Linked DNA regions of Sus scrofa: regions 1 and 3 are each linked to region 2. Evidence: chromatin contacts called from public HiChIP or PLAC-seq data. All regions are on one chromosome and are shown on one strand. Each heading gives the region's core, a stretch centred on a gene start, on an enhancer-like site or on the middle of the called end of the contact. The rest is flanking DNA. Distances are from core to core; before and after follow the strand shown. Region 1 overlaps TMEM131L (transmembrane protein 131-like). Region 2 holds the start of TMEM131L (transmembrane protein 131-like). Region 3 overlaps TMEM131L (transmembrane protein 131-like).

Region 1 (2,860 bases), core at 251-2,750, 81 kb after region 2:
GCATGTTGCTGTGGCTTTTATGTTTATCCCTGTGTCTGGTTGCTGCTATAGAAGCAAAATGGCCTCTCTCTTATTTTTCTCTTTGAAGATAGGGTTTCTACTTAGACTTATCTTGCAGTTGGGGAAGGAGCAAATATTAGAAATATGTGGCATGGATTTATCATTTATTTTGACAAGTTGCATGCACTTGTCTGATGGCAGATGTGAGGGCACCTGAGAGTGAAAGAGGCCAGGTGGACTTTGACATAAAAGCATCATCTGTATTACTGAGGGTATGATTGGGAAGAGGTTAACGCTGACTTTTGAGAGCGAGGGGAAAAGGGAAGACATTTCATTTCTGTAGCTCTTGAGGCTTAAGTTACTTCTTTCAGAATGTTGTCAGTTTAGGAGTTCCTGGCGTGGCTCAGTGGTAATGAGCTTGACTCGTATCCCTGAGGATGCAGGTTTGATCCCTGGCCTCGCCCTGGCCTCGCTCAGTGGGTCAAGGACCTGGCGTGGCTGTGGCTGTGGTGTAGGCTGGCAGCTGCATCTCCTATTCAACCCCTAGCCTGGAAATTTCCGTATGCCACAGGTGTGGCCCTAGAAAGACAAAAAGACCAAAAAAAAAAAAAAAAAAAAAAAGGAATGCCCATTTAGAAATGGAAGCTGTGGCATCTTTAAACATAGTGTAAGTTCCTAGCTAGCAGTGATATCTGAGGATAATTGATGATGTCCGTAGTTAACTAATTTCCGGCAGTTTGCTGCTTTTTTCCTCCTTCCGTCTTTAACAGATGCTCAAGGTCATGTGTATGTGTGTGAGTGCCTGTGTGTAGAATGGTTTTATTTATGAGAACTAACTTTGAAACTTATACAGTCATGTTAAATCTCCTTGGATACTTGATCTAGTTTCTAGATTATAAAGTCAAGTGTGCTGAAACAGACCAATGAGAAAGGTAAATCTACCTTGTGACTCTTAGGAAAAAATAGTGACCCTTCTTTTTTTTTTTTTTTTTTTTTTAATTTTAGGGCTGCTCCTGCAGCATATGGAAGATCCCAGGCTAGGGTTCAAATCAGAGCTGCAGCTGCCGGCCTACACCACAGCCACAGCAATGCGGGATCTGAACCGTGTCTTGATGTACACAACAGCTCACGACAATGCCAGATCCTTAACCCACTGAGCAAGGCCAGGAATCGCGGAACCTGCCTCCTCAGGAATACTAGTTGGGTTCATTTCTGCTGAGTCAGGATGGGAACTCCGACACCATTTTACTGCTCCAGTGGTGAGGTCAAAAAAGAGTTTCTTTGCAGTTGGAGAAATTCTGGCTGTTTCTCCCATATTGCTTTAGGTTGAAGTTCAGTGTCTGATTTTCATTGGGAGTGTCAAACTCCTTGGTTGTGGGACTTAGAAAACTCTTGTGGTATGATTCAGCCCAGGTTCATATTTCACTTGTTCTATTCAGAGATAACTACCGCTGCCGCAGTTGGGACTTCTAAATCCCGAGGTCACCTCTGACTCCGTGCTTAGTTGGCTGCTCCGTCTGTCCTCGTTGCTTTTCCTGTTCGATGAGAACAGGATGTCACCCTCTTAGTAGCAGGAACGAATATTTATTGCACTTAATATGTGCCAGGCATGAAGCAAAGGCATCCTTATCTCACTCTAGCCTCACGGTAACTCTAAGGTGGCTACTGTTGTCGTTTTCATGTTACCGATACTAAGGCTGGGTCCTTCCAGAAGTTAAGCGACTGCCCCTCTCAGGACTAGAAAGTGGTGACTTTGGGCCTGGACTCCGAAGCCCTTTCTCCCCCCAGCAGGCGAGGCGACTGCCTTGGTTCCCTGGGTAGGTCATATGATCTTGGATGGACCTGAGCTCCGTACAGGGTCCAGATTTCTGACCTGGACAGAACTGCATTGGAATTTTGGCTCTGCCCCTTGCAGCTGTGTGATCTTTACTCAAATTCTCCAAACCACCTCTTCATTCAGAAGTTGTATGTGCAATCTGATGATAAATCCACTTTCAGTGCACGAGGCAGAAAGAGGACTGTCATTAATAATTTTCCTTTTGACTTATCCAGGAAGTAGCCTGACTTTCCTAAGATGATTTTTGGCCTGTCCTCTTTTCCTTCTGGAATGCTGAGCCCTGGTCAGCTCGGTCTGGAGTGGGGGTGGCTGTGGTATATCTGCTGTTGGCAACTCTTTATACCCATTGCCTCCTGTGGCTTTTCAAAACATTTCTGGAGGCAACTGGGTGTGTTCTCGGTCTTGATTGCAAGCAGGTTATGGAGTCAAGCCTGGCCTTTGGGGGTTTGAGGGAGCCCAATAAATAAATAGTCTACTTCTTATCTGCCTGAGCTGGACACGAGGGGTTAGACGGAGACTGAAGTGACACCTTTATTATTAATATAGTTAGTGCTGGAGGCAGAATTAAGGAGATCCAGATAAGAGATGACAGAAAGCAGAGAGAAATTGAAGGAAGGAAGCTTCGATAGAGGCAGGAAGAAAAAATTGCCGCCAGGATTCTTCCAGTGACCTGAGGATTTTGGAAGGACTTCTCCGGTCTCTGTAGTGTTTGCACCTTCAAGAAAAATGGCAGAGGGGCTTGCTGAAGTTACAATGCTTCTGTGGACCAGCAGGTTTGAAACTCAAATGTCTCCTTCTGGACAAGCCTCTGAACTGTGCTTAGTGAAAAATGGAAAGATTGTATTCTGGAAAACTTGCTTAAGTCTTTAAATGTAGTTATACATGCTGCGTTTAGGAGCTTCTCCACATGGCTTTTAAAATGTTGTTATGACAGTTAATAGTTTTTTCGAGGAATTCCCGTTGTGGCATGAAATGAAGCAGAAACGAATCTGATTAGTATCCACAAGGATGTGGGTTCGATCC
Region 2 (2,700 bases), core at 141-2,640:
AGAATACTGGAGGTGTTGGAGTTGGATATTTACAAGCTTAAACTGAAGTTTCAGCCAAGCAATTAGGCTATTTAGCCTTGTTTAGTGTTATACCCAGACAGTGTGAGACCGGGTTCATAGCACTGTATTATGTTCTTGAGAGGGAGGGAGAATTCACCATTGATTTAGTCCTTCTTTGCATCCGTCCTGCTATTGGACCAAGGCTTTTCCATTGTCTAGACTGGAAGGCACCAGAAGCAATTAAATAGAGGTTCAATGTAAGCAGACAGGTGTGCTCTGGTCCCTTCCCTTCTTTTTGTACACTGTTCATATTCTCTGAATTCCATACAAGCTCCTCTGGAAGCAGCAAGTTAACAAAAGATATCTTAAGATTGCCAATACTTTCAGGTTGTGTAAAGAGATTCCTGAATAAACCCTTGCTCTTGATACCGCTGGCAAAGGCATGAAATTAACTTAAAAGAGATCTCAGACCTTCGATGTACTTTTTGGTTACAGGGATCAAGCAAACAAACAAACAAAAAGGGTTAGAAAACACATTTCCAAGTATCACCTATAGTACCCTGTTAATGTTACAGACAGGCAACTGGCCAAGTCCTCTACCTTAACCAGGTTTCAGAAGCTGGCTAAATTCTGCAACAGGAATCCGAAGGGAAGTAGATGCAGGACCTTTTAAGCTACAAACTTCCTCGAAGAGGCTTCCCCACCTGTCACAAACTGGACAGTCTCCACGGAGGGTGCCGAGCGCACCACCGCCACGCGGCGCTGAGGTCAGCCTTTCGGGTCTTGGGAGAGCTCTTTTTATTCTAAATTACAGACCTTGCAGCCACCGGATATCCTCGCTGCAGACCTGGCAGTAGCCATGTGGCTGCACTCGCCTTTCCTGACAACCACTGCATTATTTCCACTAATATCCTGTCTAGGGCGTCTCGCTGGGCGACTCCTCTCTCCCACCACCTCCCGCCGCTCCCATCCCCGTGGGCAATAACCCGCTCGCTGCCCGTGTGCGCAAACAAAGCGGAAACCACCCCAAAGTTCTGGGCGATAGTGGCCGGGGAGCCCCTCCCGCCAGCTCGCAGAGCCCCAGTCACAGCCTCGGGGCAGGGGGGCGGTCGTCGGACGCTGCGGGGCGGGCCCGCAGCCATGTGCTCCTCGCCGGGCGGGGCAGCAGCCGCGGCGTTCGCATTGTCCACGTTCCCCGCGCCCCGCCGCGTTCCGTCCCTCCCTATCTATGGCGCACACGCGCGGAGCAGCAGCGCGCCGGAGAGGCTGGGCTGCAGCTGCTGCTGCCGCGACGGCGGCTGCACAGCACGGCGCGGGGCGGGCGGGCGGCGCGGCGCGGCGCGGGGCGGGGCGAGGGGGCGGGGCGGGGCGGGCGGGGCGGGCGGCGCGGGGGCGGGCCCGGGGCGAGGCGGCCCCGGCGCCAGCGAGCGAGCGGCGAGCGCGGCGAGCAGCCGAGAGGAGCGCGAGCAGCAGCATGGCGGGGCTCCGACGCCCGCAGCCCGGCTGCTACTGCCGCACCGCCGCGGCCGTGAATCTCCTGCTGGGCGTCTTCCAGGTCCTTCTGCCCTGCTGTCGCCCGGGAGGGGCTCAGGGACAAGGTCAGCCTGGCGCCGCTCCGCTGGCTTCCCTATCCACCCCGCCCCCCTCCTCTTTCTTTTGGGGGAACTGCTGAAGTCTATTACGAGGGCGAGGGGAGGGACGGCAAAGGAGGCAGGAAAGCGGTTGCAATTCCGGGCCGGTACCTTTTGCTCACTGCGGCGTCCTCTCCCGCGCCCTCCGCCCCCGCCTCCTGGAAGCCGGGAAGTCGCGGGGCTCCGGGACCGCGTCGCAGACCGCTAGCCGCGCGCGCCCCGGAGCCTTTGTGCGCGGGCCCCGGGTGCTCCGGGCGCAGTCCCCGCTTTGTGTGGCGCGCGCCGGGGCCCAGCCGCGGCCCGGCTTCCTGCAGCTTTGTTCCCCAAGCCTGACCGCCCGGGCGGCGTCCCGCACGCCAGCCCCAGCTTCTGCCGGAGTGCGGGGGTCCCCCGGGGTGGCTTCCCCTGGCTCCAGAGCCCCCGACCCCGCACGTCCTAGCCTCTCCGTCCAAGGGGCCGCCGACTTGCACCCGCTCCATTGTGTGCTGCTCCTCGGGTGGCCTCCGCTTCTGGAGGGGAAGGGAGGCTTGTTTGGGTGCGGCGGGTGCAGGGGTGGACGATCGGGAAACAGGAAGCGTTTCTTTTCCGTGCCTTAAAAACGCGGTGTGTTTTTTGGTGTTGGTGCAGCGATCGAGCCCTTGCCGAACGTGGTGGAGCTGTGGCAGGCAGAGGAAGGGGAACTCCTGCTGCCCACTCAGGTGAGGACGCCAGGTGACAGGGCGGCTCGGGGGAGCGAGGGAGGAGAGGCCCGGGGGCCGCCGGCCCCCCCAGCGGCACCGGCGCTCGGGCCACTTTGCCAGGCAAATAAACTGTCGGGCCGAGCCCGAACACCTGGCAGCGGTGGCCGGCCCAGCCTCCTCCTGCGCCATGTGACAGGGCGTGAGTCACGCCGGCCCCAAGTTCAGGAGGTGGGAGCCGAGGCCACCTCAGCAGGGCCGCTTCCAGCCGCGGCGGTGCGGAGGGAAGGGCGGGGGCCCCTCCGCCGCCTTTGGTCCGAGGTGGGCGAGGGCCCCGCGCCCGAGATCTCTCCGTGTGCCGTTCTGTTGTGCCCGAGGACCAGGAATATGGA
Region 3 (2,784 bases), core at 36-2,535, 100 kb after region 2:
TTCCTTTTCTTGTGGTAGAATAGGCATAATGCAGAATTCACCATTTTAACCTTTTTTTTTTTTTGGTCTTTTTTGTCTTTTTAGGGCTGCACCCACTGCATTTGGAGGTTCCCAGACTAGGGGTCCAGTCGGAGCTATAGCTGCTGGCCTACACCACAGCCACGGCAATGCCAGATCCGAGATACGTCTGCTGCATACACCACAGCTCACTGGATCCTTTACCCACTGAGTGGTCCAGGGATCGAACCTGTGACCTCATGGTTCCTAGTGCTGCACCACGACAGGAACTCCCATTTTAACCATTTTTAAGTGTGCAGTTGGGTGGCATTCATTATATATGTTATTATACAGCGATCACCACCGTCCACCTCTGGAAATTTTTCATCTGCCCAAACGGAAACTCTACCCCATGAAAAAATAACTCCTCATTACCTACCCCCTCCTCTCAGCCCCTCGTCAGCATTATTCTACTTTATGTCCCTGAATTTGGCTATTACAGGTCCCTTCATAAATGGAATCCTGCAGCATTTGTCCTTTTGTGACTGGCTTAGTTCACTTAACATCATGTCCTCAGGGTTCATCCAGGTCATAGCAGGTGTCAGAATTTCCTTCCCTTTTAAGACGGAATAATATTCCACTGTATGTCTACCCTGGGTTTTGTTGACCTACTCACCCATCAGTGGATTTGGGGTTGTTTGCATCAGGCTGTGGTGTGCCATGCTGCTGTGAATATAAATGTACACACCCCTGTTCAAGTTCCTCCTGTCACTTTTGGGTGTATACCTGGAAGTGGATTGCTAGATCGTGTTGTAATTCTTTGTTTATTCATGTACTTATTTTTCATGACCGCACTCACAGCAAATGGAAGTTCCCGGGCCAGGGATTGAATCTGAGCTGTAGCTTCAACCTATGAGACATCTATGGCACTGTTGGATCCTTTTATCCACTGTGCCGGCTGGGGATTGAACCTGTGCCTCCTGAGTAACCAGAGCCCCCGTAGTTAGATTCTTAACCCCCACGCCACAGTGGGAACTCCCACTGTGTTTAATTTTTTGAGAAACCACCAGACTCTTTTCACTGTCACACCCTTTCTTTCATCCTCACAGCTTGTCATGCCTACTTGGGTTCGAAGCTGTGCTGTGTTGCTCAAGGTCAAGGCATTGCAGCCGCATCGGAGAGCCTGACCTGGTGCCGAGCCGGAGCCCAGGCTCAAGGGTTGAGGCAGGCCTTTCAGACTCACTTGCCATTGGCTTAAGGCCCAGCATCAGCCAACGGTGTAATAATAGCTGCTTGCCTTTGGGTAGAGCCGCTAAGATGCTGCGTGACCTACCAAGGTGGAAATCCCACATGGCTGTGCTAAAACTGCCAGCCCGGGTTATGGTCGTTCAGGGCCAGCTGCCCAAGTGTAGAGGCCAAAGTGTTGCCCAACTCAGGCCACTGCCACTTGGTCCAAGCGAACGTCTCACTATCTCAGTGTTAACTTGTTCTCCAGGTTGCCTTTTGTCTTTCTTGGTCTCTGGCACATTTCAGGGTAGGTGGGAGAGGGTGTGCAGGAAATGACATGTCTCTCTTTGCTTGGGTTCTGAACCACTTGCAAAAGAAGACAGAGAATTTGAAGCATTTGAGGAAAAAAAAAATTCCTTCTCTTGGAAATGGAGTTTCTTTTCCTACAATTTTGATAGGGGGAAAATGCTTCTTAGAATGATTTGCTGAGGAGTTTTACTAACTCATTGCAATTATTGTGAATGAACATGTGAAAATAATGCTCCCTTGGGAGGGTCTGCTTTGTGTACCGCGATTGGCTCACCTACCTCATGTGATGCTTGTAAATGTGGCTGCAAGTCCATTCACTCTGTTTTACGAGAGTGGAAGCTGAATCCTGGAAAAGGTAGAACATTCGCCCAAGGTTTCGTGGCTGGGTTTCATCATGAGTCTGTATTGACTTTGAAGCCGCTTGGCCACACCGAGTTTTTTTTCTTAAAAAACAAGATCAGGAAGAACGCGATACACTTTAACCCTTTTCCCCTTAAAACGAATCAAAACCACCCATGTCTGCCAGTTTGTTGGGTTGTACAAATGGTGTAGTGGGTGGGTCCGGCGACATGGGTCAATGTTTCAGTGGTGAGATGCCTGAGAGGTAGAAGGGTAGGGTCCTGGGAGTTGCAGAAACACAATGCTGTTTATGATTTGGGTGAGGCGAGGGTATCGTCTGTACTCATAAGTCAGCTGAGTGTGTCTGTGCGACAGGAGATGCTAAATGAGGAGTTTGGTTAAAGGGTGAGTGTAGTGGAAGGGACCCAAGAGAGCCCTCCTTTTTAGGAAATCATTGACTCTGTAGGATGCGTTGTATGTCGCACCGCTGGGCGGGCCCCTGGCTGGACCGGTCACGCAGTTTCCGTGGGTCTGTCTTCCTCCCGAGACACATGTGGGCAGAAGAGACTTGCCTGGGGAAAGATCTCTGCAGGTTGGCATTCAGAATTGTGACAGGGAAGGAAAATACTTGAGAAGAATAGGCTCTGAAGTTGGGATTTATCGAAGTAATTCTTAAGCAACGTTACATGGATGGTTTTCTTCGGGGGTCATTGCTGAGAATATCCTAATTTCTAGCTCTTGTTCATTCTGCCTGGATGAAAGCATCATATCCTCTTCCGGATGGGGATTTCTCTTGTTAATGAAAGTCACCTCAAGTGACTACGACCTTTAATCTGTCATTTTCTTTCTTGTTAAGTTGCCCACAGGCCCCCCACGCCCCATATCACACTCTGCTCCTGGCCTGGTACACAA

What was found. HiChIP or PLAC-seq counts read pairs in DNA pulled down with a chosen protein or histone mark.
Region 1: a contact with region 2 is called in an H3K27ac HiChIP or PLAC-seq map of skeletal muscle. The contact joins the enhancer-like site here to the promoter of TMEM131L in region 2. A contact is called at or near these places in 2 of 5 promoter capture datasets (fetal liver and fetal skeletal muscle), 3 of 47 Hi-C or Micro-C datasets (embryonic fibroblasts, liver and skeletal muscle) and 2 of 2 datasets of contacts at active chromatin or transcription factors (alveolar macrophages and skeletal muscle).
Region 3: a contact with region 2 is called in an H3K27ac HiChIP or PLAC-seq map of skeletal muscle. The contact joins the enhancer-like site here to the promoter of TMEM131L in region 2. A contact is called at or near these places in 3 of 5 promoter capture datasets (fetal liver, fetal skeletal muscle and liver), 10 of 47 Hi-C or Micro-C datasets (alveolar macrophages, brain, embryonic fibroblasts and 5 more) and 2 of 2 datasets of contacts at active chromatin or transcription factors (alveolar macrophages and skeletal muscle).

The regions. Positions count from the first base shown.
Region 1 is chr8:75,562,716-75,565,575 of Sscrofa11.1, reverse strand. The region is part of intron 3 of TMEM131L (transmembrane protein 131-like); the gene reads left to right. Among named protein-coding and RNA genes, the nearest start is that of TMEM131L, 81 kb to the left of the region's middle. Within about 2 kb of position 1,500, at least 6 of the 83 cell types and tissues checked have an H3K27ac peak or open chromatin away from gene starts, as enhancers often do. A contact at or near this core is called in fetal skeletal muscle, liver and skeletal muscle, where this site is marked.
Region 2 is chr8:75,643,559-75,646,258 of Sscrofa11.1, reverse strand. TMEM131L (transmembrane protein 131-like) reads left to right here and starts at 1,390. Exons shown (of 35, transcript XM_021101486.1): 1 at 1,390-1,598; 2 at 2,259-2,329. The coding sequence starts at 1,475. It overlaps LOC102159783, which reads right to left and starts at 2,252. Exons shown (of 3, transcript XM_021101487.1): 1 at 1,743-2,252. The coding sequence starts at 2,110.
Region 3 is chr8:75,538,687-75,541,470 of Sscrofa11.1, reverse strand. The region is part of intron 7 of TMEM131L (transmembrane protein 131-like); the gene reads left to right. Among named protein-coding and RNA genes, the nearest start is that of TMEM131L, 100 kb to the left of the region's middle. Within about 2 kb of position 1,285, at least 3 of the 83 cell types and tissues checked have an H3K27ac peak or open chromatin away from gene starts, as enhancers often do. A contact at or near this core is called in skeletal muscle, where this site is marked.